Linked DNA regions of Macaca mulatta: all the other regions are linked to region 3. Evidence: chromatin contacts called from public Hi-C data. All regions are on one chromosome and are shown on one strand. Each heading gives the region's core, a stretch centred on a gene start, on an enhancer-like site or on the middle of the called end of the contact. The rest is flanking DNA. Distances are from core to core; before and after follow the strand shown. Region 1 has its middle 27 kb from the start of SLC5A6. Region 2 holds the start of MAPRE3 (microtubule associated protein RP/EB family member 3). Region 3 holds the start of KHK (ketohexokinase).

Evidence for each region. Hi-C and Micro-C count contacts between places; a contact is called where the count stands out from the background.
Region 1: a Hi-C map of liver shows a contact between it and region 3, with 3 times the contacts expected there. The contact joins the enhancer-like site here to the promoter of KHK in region 3. A contact is called at or near these places in 4 of 14 Hi-C or Micro-C datasets (cortical neurons, fetal cortex germinal zone, fetal cortical plate and 1 more).
Region 2: a Hi-C map of liver shows a contact between it and region 3, with 2.9 times the contacts expected there. The contact joins the promoter of MAPRE3 here to the promoter of KHK in region 3. A contact is called at or near these places in 2 of 14 Hi-C or Micro-C datasets (fetal cortex germinal zone and liver).

Annotation. Positions count from the first base shown.
Region 1 is chr13:97,801,716-97,806,131 of T2T-MMU8v2.0, reverse strand. No RefSeq gene overlaps it. Among named protein-coding and RNA genes, the nearest start is that of SLC5A6, 27 kb to the right of the region's middle. Within about 2 kb of position 1,746, at least 5 of the 40 cell types and tissues checked have an H3K27ac peak or open chromatin away from gene starts, as enhancers often do. A contact at or near this core is called in liver, where this site is marked.
Region 2 is chr13:98,029,359-98,033,691 of T2T-MMU8v2.0, reverse strand. MAPRE3 (microtubule associated protein RP/EB family member 3) reads left to right here and starts at 2,342. Exons shown (of 8, transcript XR_013402945.1): 1 at 2,342-2,507.
Region 3 is chr13:97,912,029-97,916,336 of T2T-MMU8v2.0, reverse strand. KHK (ketohexokinase) reads left to right here and starts at 1,863. Exons shown (of 8, transcript XM_077959977.1): 1 at 1,863-2,526. The coding sequence starts at 2,435. It overlaps EMILIN1 (elastin microfibril interfacer 1), which reads left to right. Exons shown (of 8, transcript NM_001260908.1): 6 at 161-178; 7 at 330-467; 8 at 858-1,554. The coding sequence ends at 1,195.

The DNA of each region.
Region 1 (4,416 bases), core at 497-2,996, 110 kb after region 3:
ATGAAACAGAGTTCACACAGTCTGACAGACAAGTGGTTTTACGTGGGGGCTGTGAGAGCTGGGGCAGCCCACTGACAGTGGTAAGCTGGAGATCTGGCAAAAGGGTTGTGGGTTTCTGTATGTCTATGAGTAGCATCCCAGTATTCACACATATAATCAGCACCCAAAAAGGCCTTTTCATTACCTACATTGTAATCACCCCCTTATGGAAGCTCATAAAAATAGTGTTGAAATAGCATTGACTCCCATAGGAAACATTGCCTTTCCTCCTCATCATTTCTACAGCACCTTGATCTTCAGTCCCAAGGGGTCTTTGAAAAGGCAGTCATACTCAATTAAGTGTCTTCCAAACAGAGATAACTCCAGGGTCTCAGGAAGCAGCTGGCCTGTGTTTCACTCTCTTCTGGGTGCTGCAGCAAAGCTACAGAACACTAGGTGGTGGTTTTTAAAATTTTGGATGGCACAAATGTAAACTGGTAACATGCCCTATACACATCTTAGTTTTAAAAACACTGTCCCTGTTCATCTTAGTCAGCCGACTCTGAGCATTTTTATTTTACTCTGTAATATTATAAAACTGTGATCTTTGATCTCCCCCTGCTGCCTCCCTTCCAACCCCACCCCCAACCACTGCCTCCAAAAAGCACACACACACACACACACCCCCCCACACGCACACGATACTAGCCACCCTTATGCTTATGTGAAAATGCTGGGCTGTGTAAACTGGAACTGAAAAGATGGAGGTGTTGTCCCCCTGTAGGGTTGGCCAGATTTAGAAATAAAAATATAGGATGTTGGCCGGGCGCGGCGGCTCATGCCTGTAATCCCAGCACTTTGGGAGGCCGAGGCGGGCAGATCACGAGGTCAGGAGATCGAGACCATCCTGGCTAACACGGTGAAATCCTGTCTCTACTAAAAATACAAAAAATTAGCCGGGTGCGGTGGCGGGCGCCTGTAGTCCCAGCTACTCAGGAGACTGAAGCGGAGAATGGTGTGAACCCGGGAGGCGGAGCATGCGGGATCGCGCCACTGCACTCTGGCCTGGGTGACAGAGCGAGACTCTGTCTCAAAAAACAAAAACAAAACAAAACAAAACAACAACAAAAAAATACAGGATGCCCAATTGAAACTGAATTTCAGATAAACAATGAATAGGCAACCCCAGGCACTGAGGATGAACTTCGATTGAGCAGAGTGTTAATCCTCTCCTCGTTGCTAGTGATTGGTTGGGGGTGGGCTCATAACACAGTTCTGACCAATTGGAGTAGAGGAGAAATCTTCCAAGGGCTTCTGAGAAAGATTTTCCTCCCTAATTAAAAACAGAGAGAGTGTGTGTTCCTTATGCTTCCTGCCTTCAGTGATCATCACGTGAAGATATGGTGCTGGGAACAGCGGAGATCATCTTGTCACCGGGAAGGGAAAGTCACGAGAAAGTCAGAGAGACTGAGCCAGAACTATGACATTGTGGAACTTCTGAATTAGGCAGCTCGGGGATTCTCTTTTCCAGGCCTTTTATGGGAAATAATGAATGTCCTCAGTTTGAGTCACTTTTAGTTGGGTGTTCTGTTTGTGCTGCTGAAAGCACCCTCAATGATTTAGCTGAAAGTTTTTGAAGCTCACTCAACAAGTATTAAATTGCTGTGGTTAGTAGACCCAGAACTCGGCTAAAGAAACTTATCTCACTCAAATAAACAAAATTATATTATTAGAAGATCCACTGGTCCAAAAGTGTTGCACGGGTCTGTCTCAACTTCTCACAGTTTAGGAATCACAGAAACCCTCCCACAGACTTTGAGAAGTGGGCAGGAGACAGGATGAATTGGCTGTTCTTGCTAACAGTTCTCTGTGTCCTCGCTGTCATTAACAGCTTCAGAGATCTGAACTGGCTTCATGAGGAAGTGCTAGCCAGGCAGGCCAATTCTGTGGGACAGATGGCTGCTGTTTCACAATTGTAGACATTAGAAGGGCAACCTTTAGCCCAGAAGCTGGGGTTGGTGATCCTGAGATATCATTAGCATCTATGGCATCTGTGCTGTCACTTTTGATCACAGTGTGGATAGTACCCACTGTTCATTTGTTTTATTTCTAAACACTCTAAAATGAATGCAATTTATCGAATGTTTAACAGCACAATTCTGACATATGGCAAACTTTTTTTTTTTTTTTTGAGGAGTTTTTGCTTTGTCGCTCAGGCTGAAGTGCAATGGCGCCATATTGGCTCCCTGCAATCTCTGCCTACTGGGTTCAAGTGATTCTCCTGCCTCAGGCTCCCGAGTAGTTAGGATTACAGGCACCCGTCACCATGCCCAGCTAATTTTTGTATTTTTAGTAGAGATGAGGTTTCACCATGTTGGCCAGGCTGGTCTCCAACTCTTGACCTCAGGTGATCCACTCCCCTTGGCCTCCCAAAGTGCTAGGATTACACGTGTGAGCCACTAAGCCCGGCCACAAACATTTTATTTTAAAAAATTTTGCATAGATTATATATATACACAGCATATATAGAATTCACACCAATAAGTCTCCCTTCCCTTCTAGTCTCCCTTTTTCTTCTCTAGAAACAACCATTATTATCAGATTCTTGCATATCCTTCTAGGGTTTTGTATACGTGGACAACCATATAAATATGTATAGCTCCCTTTTTAATACCAATGGTAGAACATAATACGCATTGGCCAAACCTTGGAGATTCTCACACATCATCACTTTTAAAACTATCTCATTCTGTTCAAGGGCTGCCTGGGGTTCTGATGCATGGATGTGCGACAAGGTATTAGCCAATATCCTATTGAGAGACAGTGTGATGGACATGCGTCATGTTTCTTGCCTCACCAGCTCCTTTGGAATGCTTCTAATGTTTTTAGAAAAACTCACTCTCCAGTCTCCTTTGAAGCTCCCCAGATCTGTCCAGTTGCACCCTTGCCAGTCTCCAAATCAGAAGTAGTCCCTAGGAGGAAATGGGCTGTGGGAAGGGCATCCATTTTGCTGGCAAGAATGCACCACAAGCTATAGTTTTGAGAGCAGTAGGGGCTATAAAGCAAGTTCCTGCTGCAGAAGGGATATTGGTAGCCCCAGCATGAGTTACAGTTGTGGCTACAGTCAAGTTCTTGTCAGCAGTCCAAATTGCGGCTTGGAGTTCTTGGTGGCAGCTCAACATTCCGGGTGTTTTCTTCATCTGGCTATTTCTATGTGTGGTTTGCGGCTTTATTTCTTGAGGTTTAGCATCAAGTCTATGCTTCATCCCTCTCAACACTTGTCTTTATAGCAAGTCACTTTTAGCTCACCAACCAGAGTCACATCTGCCACTTGCAACCAAGAATACAGTCTGAGACAGACATGTCATTTTCCTCCCAATTTGTTATTTTTTTAGGACAAAAAGAACCTTGTCATAATTACCCTTCCATATACACCTTTGTGCCTGTGTGTGGGTAAGTCTGTGGCATAAAAATGCTAAAAACAGAATTGCCATATCTGAAGTACTGGGATATTGGGCCAGGCACGGTGGCTCATGCCTGTAATCCCAGCACTCTGGGAGGCCAAGACGGGGAAATCACCTGAGGTCAGGAGTTCAAGATCACCCTGGTCAACATGGTGAAACCCTGTCTCTACTAAAAATAGAAAAATTTGCCAGGCGTGGTGGTGCCCACCTGTAATCCCAGCTACTTGGGAGGTTGCAGCAGGAAAATTGCTTGAACCTGGGAGGCAGAAGTTGCAGTGATTTGAGATTGTGCCACTGTACTCCAGCCTGGGTGACAGAGCAAGACTCTGCCTCAAAAAAAAAAATACTGGGATGTTGATGGCTACTGCCAAATTGACCTCAATGCAATTTTACCAATTTGCACTCCTGCCAAAAATGCATTGCCATACCCTGGTCAGCAGTGTATTATCAAAATTTTTTTAACTTTGCCATTCTGAGAGGTGAAAGGAATATCTCATAGTAGTATGCTTTTCACTTGTCTTACTAGGGGATGAAGTTTTTATATACTAAAAGACATTTGTATTTTCTTTTCTGTGAACTGTCTACATTTTTGCTTATTATTTTATTAACTATAGGCCTTTTACTTGCTAATTTGTTGGAATTCTTTATATACTAAAATAATTAGTCTGATGTTTAATTTTTATATAGTGAAATTTAGAAATCACTTATTTTATGACTTCTGAGCTTCAAGCTGAGAAAGGACTTCCTGGCTGGGTGCAGTAGCTCACACCTATAATCCCAGCACTTTGGGAGGCTGAGGCCACTGGATGGCTTGAGCCCAGGAGTTTGAAAGCAGCCTGGGCAACAGAGGGGGAGTCATTTCTACTAAAAATAAAAAATTAGCCAGACATGGTGGCACTTGCCTGTGGTCCCAGCTACTGGGGAGGCTGAGGTGGGAGGATCGCTTGAGCCTAGGAGGTCAAAGCTGCAGTAA
Region 2 (4,333 bases), core at 1,093-3,592, 120 kb before region 3:
CCACCCAAGTCTACACCGTAACAATGAAGCTGAGCTGCAACTTCAGAATGGGAAAGCAAGATAAACTGAGCATGCAATTTCCCTGTTGCCTTGGTGACACCCAGATACCCTGCAGATGCGGTTAGAAACAGCTTCAGTTGTCCAACTCTCTGGCTAGAAAAAAGTGTAGCCTGAGTTTTTACACTCCTAACCCCTTGATTTGTTTGGGGAATTATTGTCTACAAAGAGCTCTCTCCTTTCTGAGAATTACTTTAGGTGGAAGAAGAGACTATGTGCTGTGTCCCTTCTCTTTTCTCACTCTATTTGTAACTTTTTTCCTTCTTTTTTCCCCAAGAAAATGGGCTCAGTTGGGGTGCTTTGGCACCAATAGTCCTGCGGTGGAATTTGTGGGAGCTAGACAGGGAGATTTGGAAGATAATGCTAGGTTGTGAGTTCTTGCTTTTGAGTTGTTTGAAGAGAATGCAGCATCTCTGGCATGTCAACAAGCCCAGCAGAATCCAGTAACATTCACCAAAAGGGCTTGATTAGAGTTGGTTACGGGATGATCAGGATGGTTAGGTGTGAAGAGCTTACGCTGATTATGGAGGGTACGGGAGTCACGGGGTTGGTACCCAGTGAGGAAATTTACCTTAGTAGAAACATTTGGGATAGTGTAGAATAGAGAAGTGCTAGAGGCAAGGATTCAGGAAATAGAGAATGCCAGAGTCTCAATTAACAGGATGGAAAGCTAAGGAGATGAGAGACTTTTAATAGTAGCATAGTACTAAAAGACAAACTATGTGTAAAGGTATTAGAAAAATGGGGATTGAGACTCTGAGGCAGTTAGGCCAGAGAAAAGAAGAAGGAAAACATTCGTCTTCATTTGATTCAATTACATAAACATTTCTCAGAATCTACTATGGGTCACATGCTGTGGTGGATGCTGAGGGAGCTGATGAAAAAGACAGAATTCCTGCCCACCAGGGTCACATAGTCTGATTGGAGACACAGACACGTAAACAAATGACTAGTGTAAGGTGTGTGTAAGAAAGGAGGAATGTACAGGGTGGGTACAAAGGTGACCTCAAGGCATCCACGGGAGTCAGGGCTGAGGGAGGAAGAGCCAGAAGACATCAGCACAAAGAGAACCAAGATGTTGAAGTCACAGGGGAAAAGAACATACTGGAGCCCTAGGCAGAGCAGTGCAGGACAAGGACAGCAAGCGTGGAGAGAAACGGCGGGATCCAGAAGAACCTAGGAGATCCATAACAGCACGATTGGGGGAGGGAATTCGGGAACACAAATGGACATGTCAGAGGGAGCTAGTTATGAGGAAGTAGACTGCAAACCAGATAGTGAGCAAGATGAAGAAATAAGAGGTTTTTATCCTTGCAAATGGGAGAGAAACAATAAGGCTGACAAAAACTCAAGTGATCTGTAGATAGACGATTTCGTTAGCTCGATTTAAGGGTAAAGGTGTACACTCTCTGGTAGGAGATGAAAGGGGATGTTTAAAACAGGTAGAAAAAATTGGGCTGGGCACGGTGTCTCATGCCTGTAATCCCACCACTTTGGGAGGCCGAGGCAGGTGGATCATCTGAGGTCTGGAGTTCGAGACCAGCCTGGCCGACATGGTGAAACCCCATCTCTACTACTACTAAAAAAAAAAAAAAAAAAAAAAAAAAAAAAAAAAAATAGCCTGGTGTGGTGCCGCGCGCCTGTAGTCCCAGCTACTCGGGAGACTGAGGCAGGAGAATGGCTTGAACCCAGGAGGCGGAGGTTGCAGCGAGTCAAGATCGCGCCATTGCACTCCAGCCTGGGGGACAAGAGTGAAACTCCGTCCCAAAGAAAAAGAAAAAAAAATGAATTTGGGGATTAGAGAAAAAGACTGTGATTGGAACCCGCACACCAAGAGAGGAGATAAAACCCAGCCTTAGCTCTTCCATGTCGCTGAAAGAGAAGAAAACGTCTCTTTTTCCTTTTCCGTAGCCATAAAAGATGAAAATCCGTCATCCAGCTACTGGAATCAGGTGTACACGGTTGTTCCTCCCGTGATGAGACAGGGCGGAGGGATTGTTACCCTGTTGCCAAGGAAAAAGGAAGGGGCTGTTCCCAGTTGCTATGGTGACGAGGTAGGCGCGTTCCCTCGGTACCGCCGCACACGTCTGAGGCGGTCTCGTCTCCTCGTTGCTACGGCAACGCAATGGGCCTGTTCCCGTCGCCCCCCGCCTCCCGCCGCAGTCGCTAAGGCAAGGTGGAGGTAGGGGCTGTCCTCCTCCCGCCGCTCAGTTGCCTTGGAGACGGCGGGTGCCCTGGCCCCGCCCCGCTCGGACTGACAGCGGCGGCCGCATCGCGCCTGCGCAGTGCCCTCGTCCCCCGCAGTCTCTGTGCGTTGAAGCCGGAGACCGCGGCGGCCTCAGCGAGGACCCTTCGCCCCGGAGCCGCCGGCCGGGACCGCAGCCTCTGCCGCAGCGCCCCCACCACCTGTCCCCTCCCCCGCCGCCTCCGCCGGAGCCGCCTCGCGCACTGTGAGTCCGGGCAGAGGCGACGGACGCCGTGGGGCTGAGTCAGCGGGAGGCCCGGGCCCGGGCTGGGGGAGGGGAACAGGGCTCCCCCCGCCCCCGCCTCCCCACCCGTACCCCCGCACCCCGACCGCACCTTCCCCGTGCCGGTCAACCCCCTCCATCCCTGTCGCCAGGTTCCCTCCGGCCTCGGCGGCCCGGCCTCCCCAGCCACTCCCCCTCCCCTTCTCTCCCCTCCCCTTCCCTCAGTCTCTCCGGATCCACCTTGGAGGTCCTTCCCCACTAGACGTGGCCACCGCACCTCTGCCCTGGACTGATATTTCCCGCAAACTACCTCCCGTCCTCCCTTGTCCCTTCTCCCTCCTCCTCACTCCTCCTAGGCCTGACATCTCCCGGCCTCTCTGGTTTTCCCCAGTGATGTGCCAGAAAGAGTGACAGGAGAGCGAGGGGAGACTTGGGGGAGGGGGAACCTTGCGCCGGGCCCAGCCTGGGGGCCTCGGGTTTCTTCCCCACACGCTCCTGCGTGGCTGGTTTGGGGAAGCAGGTCTGGAGAGTTCTCACGGGCTGCTCAGAGATTGCAGGGCTTTTCGAATAGATCTGGCTGGGAAGGGTTCAGCTCCATCGTGATCATCTAGCGTTTAGTGAACGCGGCTTGTGCCTGGTTGCCTTCTAGTGGGCTGAGCTACTGCCCAGCCGGTGTGGCGGCGCGGGGAGTAGAAGTAGTGGAGGGAAGGGAAAAAAGGTTGCTTTTGGGAGCTCAAAGTTGCTGCGCTTCCGGTGTGTTGTTGTGAATAAGCATCTTGCGGTACTCTTTAAAATGCATTTTTTTTTTTTTTTTAAATCGCACTACAACCCTGGTATAATGTGAGGTTTGGAAACAGGCCTGATAGCATCCATAGGAAGTGCTTACTGTGTATATATGAAGGGGCTGTGGCAGGACTTGATCTTGGATTCCTGTAAATTAACTAATTGGATAGTAGTGATAGTTTTAACATAACGAGTGCCGAGTTGAGAGGAAGGAGAAAAATCGAAGCTTCTCCGTGGTGTAGGTGTGAGGCCTGTACACTGTGCCTCCTCCAGCTGTGTGTCTGTGTGGGGGCTGTCACCAGATAGGGGTTCTAGCATATTTGGACAATTCCCTGGGTTATGTTTGCTACCCCTCCACCTGCCCATCTTGCAGTCCCTGTTCTTGGAATAGAGGAGGATCCCAAACAGTTCTCTTTTTCCAGGAGAACTGAGCTGAAGTCACAGTTAGTGCCCAGAGCCAGAAACTCTTAATAAACATGTCTCAACTTGAGGGCCCCTAACTACTATGTGTGTACCTCATTGACAACTTCTTTTTTATTTGGCTTCCAAATTTCAGTATGCTGTTAGAAAACACGTGTAAATATAAGCCAGACCTACCGCACAAGAGGCTTTGGGATTTTTACTCCGGATGGTAAAAGGAACTCATGGTCCATTTCTAAAAATCATGGTGAAGGAGCCACTCATTTGGAGTTTCTGGGGTTGCAAACAGTGAGAAATAACTATTTCACTCCTTTCCTTTGCTCAATCATGGTCTATTGGCAGCCTCCTCAGAGCCACTCCCTGCCCCCATGCCCATCAGATTAGTTTACAGTAGCCAAGACGGCTGTCGCCCTAGTTTTAAACATAGAGATGAAGTTCAGAAAAACTATAGCCGCCATCCAGCAGGGCAGTTTCTTCTGTTTCGAATGCCAGACTGGGGTTTGGTGGGATGCACCTGCCTGTGGTGCAGTGGGAACCGTGGGGCCTGAGAGTGGCATTCCTTCTGTGTGGTCCTGTGTCACATAGCTCACCAAAATACCCGAGCA
Region 3 (4,308 bases), core at 614-3,113:
ACAGAATGGACCCTACCTATTCCTATTTTTCTTGATACCCCAATTCCTTCTTTGAAGTCCATGTAGCACCCAGCACAACAGGAGAGCCTCAGCAGATGTTTGCTGAGTGACTTAGTGAGAGCTGCTTTACTTCTCACTGCTCCCTTTCCTCTTCTCACAGGTCCTCAAGGTGAACAGGGTGAGTGCCTTTCATTTGATTCTTGGGGGAGAAGCGACTAGGGGTTGGAGGATGGAGGTCCTCGGGCAGCCCTGGGCTGGGGATCCAGCAGGGGAAGGGGGCTGGCACTCTGCCCTGAGCATCCCCTTTAACACCCACCCTTCCTGCTCAGGAGTGGAGGGGGCACCAGCAGCCCCTGTGCCCCGAGTGGCATTTTCAGCTGCCCTGAGTTTGCCCCGGTCTGAACCAGGCACGGTCCCCTTCGACAGAGTCCTGCTCAATGATGGAGGCTATTATGATCCAGAGACAGGTAGGCCTGGGAGGGGCTGGGTTGAACAGTTGGAGAAATGGGTAAGGTGTGCAGTGTTATCTTCCCATTCTTGCCTCTTCCGACAGTGTGAATCTTTTCATTCTCTGATTTGGGGAGACCTCGGCTCTTTCTTCATTTATTCATTCTCAGCCAGTGGGGAGAAGTAGTAGTCATTCATTCATTCATTCATTCAGCAGATCTCTACTGGGGTCTGCTCCTGCCCAGGCACTGTTTTAAGGGCTGGGGATGCATAGTGAACAAAGCCCCAAGTTCCCTGCTGCTTGCATTCCAGTGAGGGGAAAAGACCCAGCGGGTCCCTCCAGAGTCCAGGAGTTCTGGTGCGCTCCCCGGAGCTTCCCTGGCCCCCCTGACTGCTATCCTTGTTCCCAGGCGTGTTCACAGCGCCACTGGCCGGACGCTACTTGCTGAGCGCGGTGCTGACTGGGCACCGGCACGAGAAAGTGGAGGCCGTGCTGTCCCGCTCCAACCAGGGCGTGGCCCGCGTAGACTCCGGCGGCTACGAGCCCGAGGGCCTGGAGAATAAGCCGGTGGCCGAGAGCCAGCCCAGCCCGGGCACCCTGGGCGTCTTCAGCCTCATCCTGCCGCTGCAGGCCGGGGACACGGTCTGCGTCGACTTGGTCATGGGGCAGCTGGCGCACTCGGAGGAGCCGCTCACCATCTTCAGCGGGGCCCTGCTCTATGGGGACCCAGAGCTTGAACACGCGTAGACTGGGGTCCCGCCCGACGTGTCTACGCCGGCTGAAGAGACAGCGGGGGCGGCAGGCTCCCGGGGTCCCGCCTGGGACGCAGCACCCAGCCCTGGGCGAGCGCCGCACCCGGGCCCGCAGCGGCACCGCGCCCAGAGGGGCCTCTCCCCAGGCCCGGGGCGCGCCGGCTCAGGGAGGCCCGGGGCCGCCCATGGAGACTTTTGGCCTGGCGCGATACCTCCGGAACCCCTCCAGGGCCGGCCTGCGGAAGAGCCGATCCTCGCACCCTCCGCTCCCTCCAGTGGCCCTCCAGGCAGAGTCCCTGGGGCTCCAGGCTCCCCCGCGCGGGCGCCGCCCACCGCCGTACTAAACGATCCAGGAATAAAGACACTTGGTTTTTCTAAAAAAAACTAAACGAACCGTTCTGCTCCGGTACGGGGTCGGGGGCTGCCAGGCGTGCACAGGGCACGGGGCGGGAGAGACCGTGGCCTCCGGAGGGAACCCCGGGTACCGCACTGCGCTCGCCGCCTCCGCCCGGCTCGGGGCTGCTGGCGGTTGGCTCAGGCAGCAAGCGGCGCCTGCCCCGCTTCTGCGACATCTCCCTAGCGTCCCGCCCATTTCGCCGGCGTCCGCCAGGGGGCGCTCGGCGTTCCCGCCACGTGAGGCTGCCGCCCACCCGGCGGGTCCCGCTGCTCCGCGGCGGAGGCGTGGCCTCGGCTGGGACTAACCCGGGCGGGGCCGGGCAGCCGCGACCACGGTCTTCAGGCAGGGCTGCAGATGCAGGCCCAGCTCTACCTCGCGGGCCCAGGGTCGGGAGTCCGAGACGCAGGTGCAGCAGAGGGCGGGGCACGTAGCGCATTTCCAGCGCATTTTCTCTTTGCATTCTCGAGATCGCTTAGCCGCGCTTTAGAAAGGTTTGCATCAGCTCCGAGTCCATCTGACAAGCGAGGAAACTGAGGCTGAGAAGTGGGAGGCGTTGCCATCTGCAGGCCCAGGCAACCTGCTACGGGAAGACCGGGGGCCAAGACCTCCGGGTTGGCTTTCCCAGGCCAGCTTGGGTCTTCGGGTGTCGGGAGCAAAGGCCCAGCTCCTTTCGTTTCCTGCACCCCTCGCCGCTGCAGGTGGCTCCCTGGAGGAGGAGCTCCCACGCGGAGGAGGAGCCAGGGCAGCTGGGAGCGAGGACACCATCCTCCTGGATAACAGGCAGAGGCCGGGAGGAACCCGTCAGTCGGGCGGGCAGGAAGCTCTGGGATCAGCCTCATGGAAGAGAAGCAGATCCTGTGCGTGGGGCTAGTGGTGCTGGACGTCATCAGCCTGGTGGACAAGTACCCTAAGGAGGACTCAGAGATAAGGTAGGGGCGCCCAGGTCCCCTAGGGGACCCCAGCGGCTGCTGCAGTCCAGCATTTGTGCCAGCGACCGAGGCTGCAGAGACCCCGCAGTGAGGCCCTGAGAGCCCAGCTTCAAGGCCGGACCGGCGCCCTCTACCCGGGAGTCCTGGGGGGGCTCCCAGTATGAGAGAAGAGAGGAAGGAATGAGGTCTTTAATAAGACGACCCAGGATTTAATAGCATTGTGTTAGCCAATTTCCATTTCAACTTAGGGACGGTGTCAGGCATCAGGATCCCCATTTTACTGATAAGCAAGTATAGATTCAGAGACGAAGGGGCTTATCCAGGGGCACACAGCTACCAAGGTGCAGGACCCGTTTCCTGCTTCTGCTGCTTCTTTTTAAACCCACTTGCCTCTCATCAACATTTACTTCTAACTTATTTATCACACATATCTCGCACCTATTCCTGAGAAAGATTTGAGGTAGTTTACAGTAAAAAGTATGTACAGTTACACTGTTGCAGAACATTTAAGACCGTGGTATTTGAGCTTTGACTATAGCTCAGAGCTTGCTGGTACTGGAGGCAAACATGAGATGTCATGGTTTATGTATGGATAGAACTGATTCATGAGCCCCAGCAAGCTTTTTCCTGGTGCTAAATTCCAAGAGGAGTTTACCAGAAGTCCTCTTCACAAAGGTCAGTGAACACTGTTTAGTAGTGGAAACATCCTTCTCAGTTGTCTGCTGGAAACTGAAGTCACTTGTTGGTTCTTTTTTTTTTTTTTGAGACAGGGTTTCATTGTGTCCTCCAGGCTGGAGTGCAGTGGCGGCGCAACCATGCTCACTGCAGCCTTGACCTCCCAGACTCAAGTGATCCTCCCACCTCAGCCTCCTGAGTAGCTGGGACTACACACGCACGTCACCGTCAGAGCTGTATTTTAAATTTTGTGTAGGGATGGTTTCTCACTATGTTGATCAGGGTGGTCTTGAGCTCCTGGGCTCAAGCAGTCCTCCTGCCTTGACCTCTCAAAGTGCTGGGATTACAGGCGTGAGCCACTGCATCCAGCTGATTTGTTGGTTCTTTTTCTTTTTGAGATGGAGTCTCGCTCTGTTGCCCAGGATGGAATGCAGTGGCACGATCTTGGCTCACTGCAACCTCCGCCTCCTGGATTCAAGCAATTCTCCTGCCTCAACCTCCTGGGTAGCTGGGATTACAGGCATATGCCATCATGCCCGGCTTTTTGTTTGTTTGTTTGCTTTTGGTTTTTTTTTTGTAGAGACAGGGGTTTTCTTTGTAGAGACATGTTGGCCATGCTGGTCTCAAACTCCTGACCTCAAGTTATCTGCCCGTCTCAGTCCCCCAAAGTGCTGAGATTACAGGCATGAGCCACCACACCCGGCTTATTGGTTCTTGTATTTCCTCTTGCTAAGGGCCCCACCATTAGTTATGCTGTAATGCTGTGAAGGCATTTCTGTGGGGCGGGACACTAGCTTTCTCTTGGTGCAGTCAGTGAGTGCTTAGAACATTGAGAATTGCTCCTGGGCTATATTAGTTGTCCCAGCTAAGAACTGGATAAGAGGCAGTTCAAGACTGAACTCCAGAAAGACACGACAGCACTGATGACTGAGAGGCTAACTGAGGTGAGAGACCCCAGCACTCCCCAGGCTTTGGGGTCACAAAGCACCATCACATATATTATTTTATACTCTCCTCCCAGCAGCCCATGGAAACTGTGTAAAGATCAGTGAAATCTTTTATATACATAAAGAAGCTGAAGATTTGGAGAAGTTTTCTAAGGCCACA